Regions from separate parts of the Anser cygnoides genome. Here region 1 is linked to region 2. A link is a contact called in public Hi-C data. All regions are on one chromosome and are shown on one strand. The core of a region is the stretch at or near the end of the contact, and the rest is flanking DNA. Distances in the headings are between cores, read along the strand shown. Region 1 overlaps GHR (growth hormone receptor). Region 2 has its middle 48 kb from the start of FBXO4.

The links. A called contact is a pair of places that touch in the nucleus more often than the background predicts.
Region 1: a Hi-C map of liver shows a contact between it and region 2, with 1.8 times the contacts expected there. The contact joins two enhancer-like sites. A contact is called at or near these places in 2 of 7 Hi-C or Micro-C datasets (both in liver).

What each region holds. Positions count from the first base shown.
Region 1 is chrZ:69,099,368-69,104,444 of Taihu_goose_T2T_genome, reverse strand. It overlaps GHR (growth hormone receptor), which reads right to left. Exons shown (of 10, transcript XM_066988782.1): 4 at 2,160-2,289. Among named protein-coding and RNA genes, the nearest start is that of TRNAS-AGA, 23 kb to the left of the region's middle. Within about 2 kb of position 3,089, at least 2 of the 3 cell types and tissues checked have open chromatin away from gene starts, as enhancers often do. A contact at or near this core is called in liver, where this site is marked.
Region 2 is chrZ:68,864,547-68,869,760 of Taihu_goose_T2T_genome, reverse strand. No RefSeq gene overlaps it. Among named protein-coding and RNA genes, the nearest start is that of FBXO4, 48 kb to the right of the region's middle. Within about 2 kb of position 3,945, at least 3 of the 3 cell types and tissues checked have open chromatin away from gene starts, as enhancers often do. A contact at or near this core is called in liver, where this site is marked.

The DNA.
Region 1 (5,077 bases), core at 1,840-4,339, 240 kb before region 2:
TCAGGCAAAATTAAATTGCAGTAAGATGTCCACCTAAATGATGAGATCTGAAACATTGAAAGCCAGTCTTTAAGGCAGATCAGTGCTGCACCACCTGCAAGGCTGAGGAGAGGGAACCTCTGCAGGGGAACCGAAAGGGAATGTAGGCACTGGGGCACTGACTACTCCAATGGGAAAGTGCCCAAGGGCAAATGCTGGAGGAGACCTGGCACAAAACAATCCAGAACTGCGGGATGTGAAAGAAAGGAAGAGAAATACAGTGCTGGGAGCGAGGAAGGGCTAAATTTCTTGGGATACAGAACTTCTAAAACACAGGGTTGGAAGTACTAGCAATGAAACCACTGATGGTTTTCCGTTCTGACTTTGTTCAAAAATTTACAAATGTTCTCTGTAAATAAAAGAATTGCAGCAGGAAACATAATATTCATATATATCATTTCATCTCTTAAACAAAGAGAAATCAGCAGAGTTATATAGAATGGGATGAATTCTCAGACTGTGAAACACAGATCCCTGTGTAGGGTCACACAACCAAACTGGAACAAACGAGCAGGTCCAAACCCCCAAAATTATTTATTTAAAGCAAAATGGGAACAACCATATTATTAGAAATATTCTACAGGAAAAGCATCAGATACTCGGTATTTCTGAAGTATTCAGATATTCATTATTTCTGAAGTCATTTTAGGAAAACATATCTCATAGTGAACAGATCTTCTGTTCTGAGTAGGGATCTTTTCAGAAATTATAGTCTTGGTTTGCTAAAAACATCATGTAAATGCCTTTTCTTACTAAGAGCTGTTCAAACTATACAGAAGAGGGATTAGGCTAAAACAATTATTCCAAGTGCATCCTTCAATGATGGAGTGGGTGCTTAAGAAGTAAAAAAGGCAGATGCTACATAAATGGAATGAGGAGCATTTCTGCCAATAGGCAAGGGTCTTGTATTCAGCTGATGAGACCAGACAGGTTTCTAAAGGAAATGCTCCTGGCAAAGTCAGGACTTGATAAAGGTCTACGAGGTCAGATAATATGGCTTAACTTAAGCAGGAGATTGTGTTAGCTGATGTAGTTCAGTCCTGAGCCTTAAATATTGCTTGCATATTGAAACAGAAATAATTTTAATGTGGTTGTTCAGTTCACATCTGTTATTGCAGTATACTAATTTTTTCTAGGCCAAGATGAAATATATGATCTGTTCAATGTATGTGGTACTTCTTTGTTGTACGTCTAATTTTTGAAGTTTGTGCTTTTGGTGCATGCCACTAACAACTGTCAGCTCAACATTTACATTTAAATAGTCGTTTTAACTTGGATCCCTGTATTTCTGAGCACTCTGCGAAAAGTGGTTAGAAAACAAGCCTAGCCATTAAGCTTGTTTCCTAAGCAAATGTATCATCACCTGTAGGAAGTGTCTGTAGATCAAAAGGTTGAAAACCAGTACATTAGATGTAACAGGAACGCACACTCTCCTCCTATTCCTGTGAACAAAAGGCTTTTGTTTCCTAAATAGCCATTACTGGGTAACATGGTAACGTGCATGTTCTCTTTTCAGCTAATCATTCTAACAACCTGAAAATTACAAAAGCTTAAGTGAAATATGAATCTGAATCCAATAGGTCTCAGTGAAACATAATCCCCAGACTCTGAGCAGGCTTTTTACCTGGACCTGCACATTCAGCCTTCAATCTAGCAATTGATCAATTAAGGTTTTATGTAACTTTAATAACAATTCAAAGGGGCTTGTATTCAAACTGTTCTTCTGTACACACACATAATGAATCTCACAGCTGCTATTAAATTGATAAGGAATAAACCGAAGTTCCCCATTAAAAACTCCTTTCCAGAGCAATAAACCGAAGTTCCCCATTAAAAACTCCTTTCCAAAGCCCTACAGTGTTCAACTTCAGATTCTGAAATCTGGACCTATATTTGGTAGGAATGTGTTATAAATTGTCTCCCAAGTAATGCTTGTGACTGCATAACGCTTAGCAAACAAATGTGACATTGAAAAATATGCACCTAAAACACAATTTTATGCCCTTAAAAACATTCTGGTTCATATCACATATCACTTCTCATCAATGAGGTAACAGGAATATGAGAGTATATGACTTCTCTCTCTTTTCCTCTTTCTTCCACTGTTTCCGTATTATTACCTTTTCATGTATAACAGTTGTATTGTTCCTGGAGCAGTGAGGTTATACAAATTTCCATCAGTCCAATAACATGAAAATGTCTCCAGTTCAGGTGATCTGCACTTGCTGATTTGTGGCCACCGTAGAAGATCTGTCAAGAAAAATGGCAGGAGACAGAATGAGACAAAATAAAGAAATCCACAAGCCAGACTAATGCACTGTTAAAATGAAATTCAGCATTTTTTATAAGTAATTAACTTTTCTTTCAATTGCCAATGTACAATGAGGCAAGATATAAGTTCCGCCAAATTTGAAAGATGGGTCAAGCTCTCTTTTCTGTGTGTGAAAATGTTATTCCCACAGCCTGACACCAAGAGTGGGGATAAGCCAATGCTGGAGCTGTAGTTCAGTGCAGATAGACCTGAATTAGCCCTGCACTTTTTTTAAGGAAACTGTGGTACTGCAGAGCTCAGTATTAGACTAACCGCAGCTCTGTATTCACCCAACTGAGCAGTTTTGCAATGTGTCAGGGCCCGTAGTGTTAACATTAGAATTGCTACCTTGAACTGAGTTAAGGTTTGTGTATGTTACGTTGTGTAGATATAACCTTGGTCTGACAGAGATAAGGGCAGCTCTAAGCATGTGCCTGTTCTGCCACATGCTGTTTTGATACTCATCTTTTCTATTCTTTGTCAAAACTGAAGTGATGTAGATCCACGAAACAACTAGTGCAATTAGTCAGCCTTGTCAGCCCCGCGAAAAAAATAAAAACAGAAGTTGTGGGTATGATTCACTGCTTATAAAGTTAAGTATGTAACTTCTTTCCTGATTTTTCAGGGTCTAATCAAGCTGTCATTCTAAAATGCCAGCATTTCCTACTTGGCCTGTAAAGCTTTCCAGAGGGAGATGCATATGGAGGTGTCTACCTCTCTTCACTTACTATCTGGGAAATATGATAATCTACTTAAGAAAATTTCTCTATTGTGCACCTAAAATTTGGGTGTTAGTCAGGTATTTATGACAGGTGAAATGACCCCTAGCCAGAGGACAACACAATGCTACTGGAGTCTGCATGGGAAGCTCTGCAGAAATATTTTTGCAGCATCACAGCTGTAAATATTTGGTACAAAAGATTTATCCTCAAAGTTGAGAAAGCACTAAGGTACAGACATCCAGCAGATGCATCCTCCTACGCACGGGGATTTTGTAGCCTTCTTGAACATTAGCTCCTTTATTTACAGCTCAGATAGACGCAGACACTGAATGCCGAAGTAATTTGTATTTCTTTGGCTTATTGGTTTAAATCGTGTCCTCTACATTCTTCACTGATGAGTGTCTATATCAGGCAGTAACTAAAACATGAATATTACGCATTTCTGTTCTCCTCACCCCATACCATTGCCTCATTTCACACTTTGGACATTGAACAAGGCCTGAACTCATGAGTGTAAATAAGAGGTTTCATAAGTCTATATTGACCTATCCACCCCCTTTTCCCCCCCAGTTTGAAATTCTTCTTGCCAACCTAAAATAACTGCTGTTTGATTAAAGAGATTTAAATAGAAATGTTTTTTTTTCCTTAGTCAGCAATTTCCATTTTAGTGAATTTCAAAGAAATTTAATCTTTTAAGTTGAAAGACATTTTCAAATGAAATGTTGCAGCAAAAGGAAAAAAATCAAACTTCTTTTTCAGAAAATATTGAAATTACACATTCAGGCATGGCACCTGATTTTGCATGGTATGGTATTCAGTATTTGATGGCTTTGGCATATATCCCAAAATGCTTTTGGTTGATCTTGATCTGAATTTTTAGACAGTTTCACATCATTCATCAAAAAATCTTCACCTGGCAGAAATCCTCATTAACCCATGACCATGACATTGCAAACTATTATAACATAGATCTAAAATAAAATAGAATATGAGATTTAAGAACAGTATTGTATTTATATTTTCTTTATTCATCATAGTTTCAACTTTCAAACTTTAACTTTAATTTACATTAAATTTAGTATTTTTTCTGTAACTTAGTGAAAACTCAAGTCATTGTTTAAAAACAAAGCAAAGAAAAATAAATGAAATTTTGTGCCTCTGCTTCAGAGACACGAGTAAAATTGCCTCAATTGCATAATACCTATAATCAACAAGACACGACTCTCCCTCTTTCTATAAACAGTGTGCAAGGAAGTACATGTTATGGCTTTTCCTGTTTCTATCCTCAGCTATGTGAATTAAGAATAAATATAGCTAGTTTCACTGAAACAGGTATAAGAATTTAAGAAAATGATATACTGGAAAACCCTCCTAAGTTAGAGTACTTCTGTTGATGCCTGCATTTATTTATAACTAGAACTTACAATATTTACAGCTCATGCAGACCATGTCCTCATCTCTAGGACAGGAATAGAAAAAGTCACACAGTAACTTCCTATCATGACCAAATTAATTGAATGGAATCGAAACATTTTGAGATGTCCAGCAGGCTCTTACGTATAGACACTGCTGTATCTTAGAATTCTGTTCTATTTATCACCTTTACATAGAAGCTAAATTAAGGACTATGAGGCATACAAACTCTTCTAAGAAAATGGGCAATAATGCAGCTAGAAGTGCCGCTGGTTGCAATGGACAGGATTAGCGCACAAAGAATGCAGATTGAGACTTGGTCTCTTATACCCTAAATTCAGAGGAATGTATTCTTAAGGCCCCACTTTCTATTCCACTCTCTTGAGACAGGATTTAACACTTTATCTCGCAAGTGTTCCTTCAACATGCACAAGAATTTTTGAGCACTGAACAGGTTTGTCTAGGATTCATATACTATTGGTTTATTGGTTTGTAATTCCTATTTTTGTTCCCTTATGACCAGTTCCATTTGTAACAAAAATGATCTTCTGATTGATCACTTCCAATTTCTGTGTCGAGTTTCCATCCTTCA
Region 2 (5,214 bases), core at 2,696-5,195:
AAATGTATCCTTGTCAAGTCTGGGCAAGACACCAAACTGTGGTGAGTGATCAATATACTGAAGAGCAAGCCTGCCACTCATAGGATCTTGGTGAGCTGAAAGAATGGGATAGCAGAAATCTCATGAATTTCAAGGACAAGAGGAAAGTCTTGAACCTGGTGCAGAATGACCCTGTGCAGGTTGGGGTCTGACTGGCTGGGGAGCAGCTCTGCAGCAAAGGACCTGACAGTGCCAGGACCCGTGAACATGGCTTGCATCCTTGAGCTGCATTAGCAGCAGATTGAGGAAAGCAAATTTTCTACTCTGAGATTCACTGGAGTACTGTAGATAGTTTTGGGCCCTCAAAAGAGCTGCTGACCAATTGGAGTAAATACAGCAAAAGACCACCAAGATGGTTAATGAGATGAAAGATGTATGGTGAGAGGCTGCAGGACCTGATCTTGTTCACCCTGGAGAAAAGGGTTGAGAGGTTCTAACTGCTGTCTTCAGTTTCTGTTGTAGGTTTTGGTGGAGGCTAAGGACACAAAAGTTTGCAGAACTAAATTGCAAACAGCTTTAATAGATCAATTAACTGGAAAAGAATGCAACTAAAAATGCAGTAGAAATTGGCTTCTGTCAATCCTGCAATGATATTCCCTTGGGAACAATACTCTTGTCACCATAAGATCACTTGCAGTTTGCAGTCTACTGGTAACCTTTTGCTAAGCAAAAGGAAAAAAAAAAAAGTATTCTTCAGTACTTCATTAGCTAAAATATCTGAGTACATAACCTAGCAGGACATTTTTAAAAGAGTATCAAGTGAATTTCAATAATGTCCTTAATCAATAAGAAGGTACGTACCTTAGAAAGTGCCTCAGGCTTCAACAGGGCTGTGCTAATTACCTCAATACAAGGCTAGATCCAATAAAAGAATTATATGCCTATGTGATGTATTACCAGTTCTCGTCTAGTTCACAGACTCAGTGCACTCCCACATTCAAATGATAAATGATAAATGAAAATGGAGTCTCAAACTCTTTCTTTTGATCTGTACCATCACTGCAGATACTTCACTCATTTTCCAGCTTGCCCTTCAGCTCACCTTCTGTTTATTTATCTTCAGCTATATTCCATGAGAAGGCTTACACTGTAATCTACACACATATGTGCAAACAACCTCCACCACTTGAGTCTTGCTTTCAGCAGTGTGTTAAATATGTAAGTCTCAGTGTAAGACACCTTCCTACAGTTGCTCAAGGGCAAAACTCCTTTTAAAATCTTTATTGCTTTAGCAATTTAGCTCCATAAAAATCTGGCTCTTGGAAACTTGTGAAAATTTTAATAAATACATCAAATCACTTAAGAAAAAGGTCACATACCCAACATCTATTACTTTCGTAAATGTATTACAACTGGGCACATGTGCAGTGTTCTGTTTTATGAACCCACATTGCTCACTCTTGCTAAAGGAGTTTGATATTTTACACTTTAATATATATATATATTTATTCAAATAAATGTTATGGTGACCAAACTGCTGCAGAATTTTTGTTTCTTTCCAGATATTTTCTGTCATCTTCATAGCTGTTCTCCAGTTGCTAGACTATGGAATATTTAAAGAGTTGTTTAGAAAAAAAAAAATCATAGAGACTGAAGTTACATGCAGCATTAAAAATATCTAAACTGATTAAAGCAAATATTTTTATAACTTTGCACTGGCCCTTGTGCTAGCCTTGAAATTTCTAAATGTGTAGACTTACTTCTTTTTCCTCCCTCATATTCATCTCCTTCTGGAAACATTTTTCCATAGGAATGCAAACAATTTTGGCAATTGCAGATAAAAAGTTGTAAAACTATAGTCATGCACACACATGCACACACACACGTTCATGAAGAACAAGGAGCGAGAAGGCAAAGACCAGAACAAAAGAGGAATATTACAGTGACTTCCTGGGAAAGAAGCCCATTTAGTTTTGAATTGTCCATCAGATAAAGACAAGATCCATCCCTCAGATATTCTAATCTATATAATTTGGGTTCTTGGAGCCATCCTCATGTGTGCCTTTATTTTAGAGACCCACATGGCAATGAGATCACTTGTGCCATTACAAGTTCTGTGCAGGCCTTAGAAAGAGACACTTAGGCTGACAGAGGAACAATTTCTAAATGATGAACAATAGAGTACAACTAACAAGCACAGAGGCATCCCTAACTGAATGTTCTTTATAAATCTATGAAAATAACTATTAAGAAAATGGGGAGTACACAGTCTCTTTCCAACAAATGCCTATGTTACCATTTTCTGCTTCAAGGTAAATAACTAAGTTTCAGTCTTAGCAAACATGCTTGCAAATATGTTCCTCATAGTTTACCACCTGCAAGCAATAGAAGGTAGCTTAATACTCTTAAATTCACGTTATCCAAACAGCTTTCTTGAAGTGCATCTCTCCATTGGTAATACATGAAAAATAAAGGTTGGTAAGCTCAGACGCGACAAATTGCACACGGAAATCAGATACTTAAAGCAACCAGTGTGAATACTCTTGATATTCCAGTATTTTTATTTACTTACTACTGTGTATCAAACACACCAGACTTTTGCAATCTCAGCTGGGGCCTGATCAGGCAGAGGCACTCTCAGCTGGTAGTAGGGACCCTGGCAGAGCGGTGCAAACAGCTATTGCAGAACTGACCTCTCAGCACTCTGCTGCACAAAGGAATGTGCCAGACAATCAAAAAAGGTATGAGCACAAGAAATCTATGTTTGAGATAAGGACAGCTTAATAGGGAGAAGGAAAAAAAAGTCATGCACAACATGATTACTCACCAAGTGACCAATGCCCAGCCAGTCCTTGAGCAACAACAGACCCCCTCAGCCAACGCCTCCCAGCTTTTATGACTGGAACATCCCTTCGGCCAGCCCGGGCCAGCTGTCCTGGCCCTGTCCCCTCCAGCTCCTGGTACACCCCCAGCTCCTCGCTGGTAGGGCCGCACGAGGAGCTGAAACGTCCTGGGCTCTGTATGCGCACTGCCCAGGAGCAGTTAACACATCAGTGTGCTATCAGCATTATTTTTGTCCTGAAACACAGCACCACACCAGCTATTATGATGAAAATTAATTCTATCCCAGCTGAAACTAGGAGAACAAGCTCAAAATTTCTCCAGACTCACCATTCTGGATTTGCTGTTTGAAAGAAAACCAAAAATTCAATACTATGTCACCAAACAAGATACCAAATCCTGGCCCTGAGATATGAGCACATACCAGCCCATGTGGTTCTTTTAAGCCCTGTATAGTATCCTGAGGTATTATTTTTTTTACATCAAAGCACCTGAAGGAATGTGAGGGTTTTACAACTAGTCAGAATGGTGTTTTCATCTATGGTGTCATCATCTATGATGATTCTATTCTATGATTCATAACAGGAAACCGAAAGTATGTGCTGAATACCTCTAAGTATGGACTGTCCTGTGAGACTGGGACAGTGGATAGAGAGATGGTGTTAGAGAGCAATGTAGTGTAGCTATTTCCATACTGCCTACTGAGCATGGTCTTGGTACATGCAAACATTTTAACTGATCCTGGACTAGTTGGCATAGGCTAGTGAACAGACAGAGTAGCCGAAGACTAGTTAGCACAGACATAACTATCCTGGGTCATTTGCTAGCAACTAAGCAATGTGGACCATCAGTGATCCAGTGCTCATTTTTCCTCCCTGATAATTTCATTTAGCAATATATATAGTCAATATGCATGCTGAGGCAAACTCAGCAGAACACTGTTTTTATCTGGTAGGTAAATTATTGTTTCTGTGGTTGTTTACTGCCATGGAGGCATGCTGCTTCTGTAAAGAAGCCAATGTCCCAGTTACTCTCTTTCCAAACTGCAACTCCAAGGCTGGGAAACAGCAATAGTCATGCACTAAGTTTGGTATCTCAGTTTCTTTAAACCTTTGACTCACACGTTGGCAACTGCACAAAGTTACACCCCTCACTATTTATCAGAAGACAAATATCACTGCTTGTAACCACTGAACATCAAAGACACAGACTGCTATGCAGTGTTAGTAACACGCCAGACTGCACACGTGCACCTTAACTAGATTCATCAGTAGGTCGATGTTATCATTTATGGGACTAATGGGTTGAAATTCAGTTAATCACCTCACGTTACCTCATTTGGATCACCTCCATACACTCCAAAAGAGTAAAAGCTATGAGGTATTTCTTTAACTATATGGTCATGTATCTCTCTGTATATCTATCTTATGTGAAATTGTTCATGCTCTATGACTCACTTTAAGGAAAACAACTACCCTGTGAATTTTCTTTTCTGTATGGAGAATCGTGGTTAATCTTCACTAACTTGAAAATCTATGATTGATTTAACTTCTTAAAATATTTTTAATTCTGTGCTCATTTTCAACTTAGTATTACTCAAAGCCACTTTGAAAATATATCCTCTGCAATGGATGAAGGACTGTAAAATATAATAATGCATGAAAAGTGCTGATTCATCCAAAGTTTTACTGTTAGTAGTACTTCATAAAGACAGTAAATCATATATGAAGTACACATGCAAAATGGCTCATCAGAAAACCTTAAATTTTTCTGAACAAGCTGATATCTTAAAGGATCTGAAGAGGCAACTTAAGTATAAGACATACATAAACCCTTCAGAAAAATTTAAATATAATGAATATACATGTCAAAGGGAATGTAGCTGGCTTAATCATAACTCAACACTTAGTCAAGGTTTCCTGATTTTTTTGACAAAGCATCTCTAGAAAATGTTTATGTATCTCCTAATAGCTCCAATTCATGAAATTCATTTTTTTTGCTGACAAGATGGACAGTATTACTAAAAGCAGCGAACTTGATTAGCTGTGAAGATTACTTATGTTTGTATTTTTTTCCTAGAGGAAAAAAAAAAAGGAAAAAAGAAAAAGAAAAAAATCACTCCCCAAGAACTACAAAAATACAAATAACATTTTAAAAGAGCCTTTAGAAGTAAAGGTATATTGGTCATAATCCTTGCTCCTCCAGTGTTAGCCTGCTAATATTCAGGAAAAGAAGACAAAGGCAAAACTTTAATTCTGTTGTACATTGCCAAGAGTAAAATTTAACTATATCTTTATCAGAAAGCCCGCAGGATATACTCTGCTGCTAAGATAACATTGTCAGAATAACTTGAACTTTCAGCTCTTTCAAATTTTTTCAGTGATTTTTTTTTTC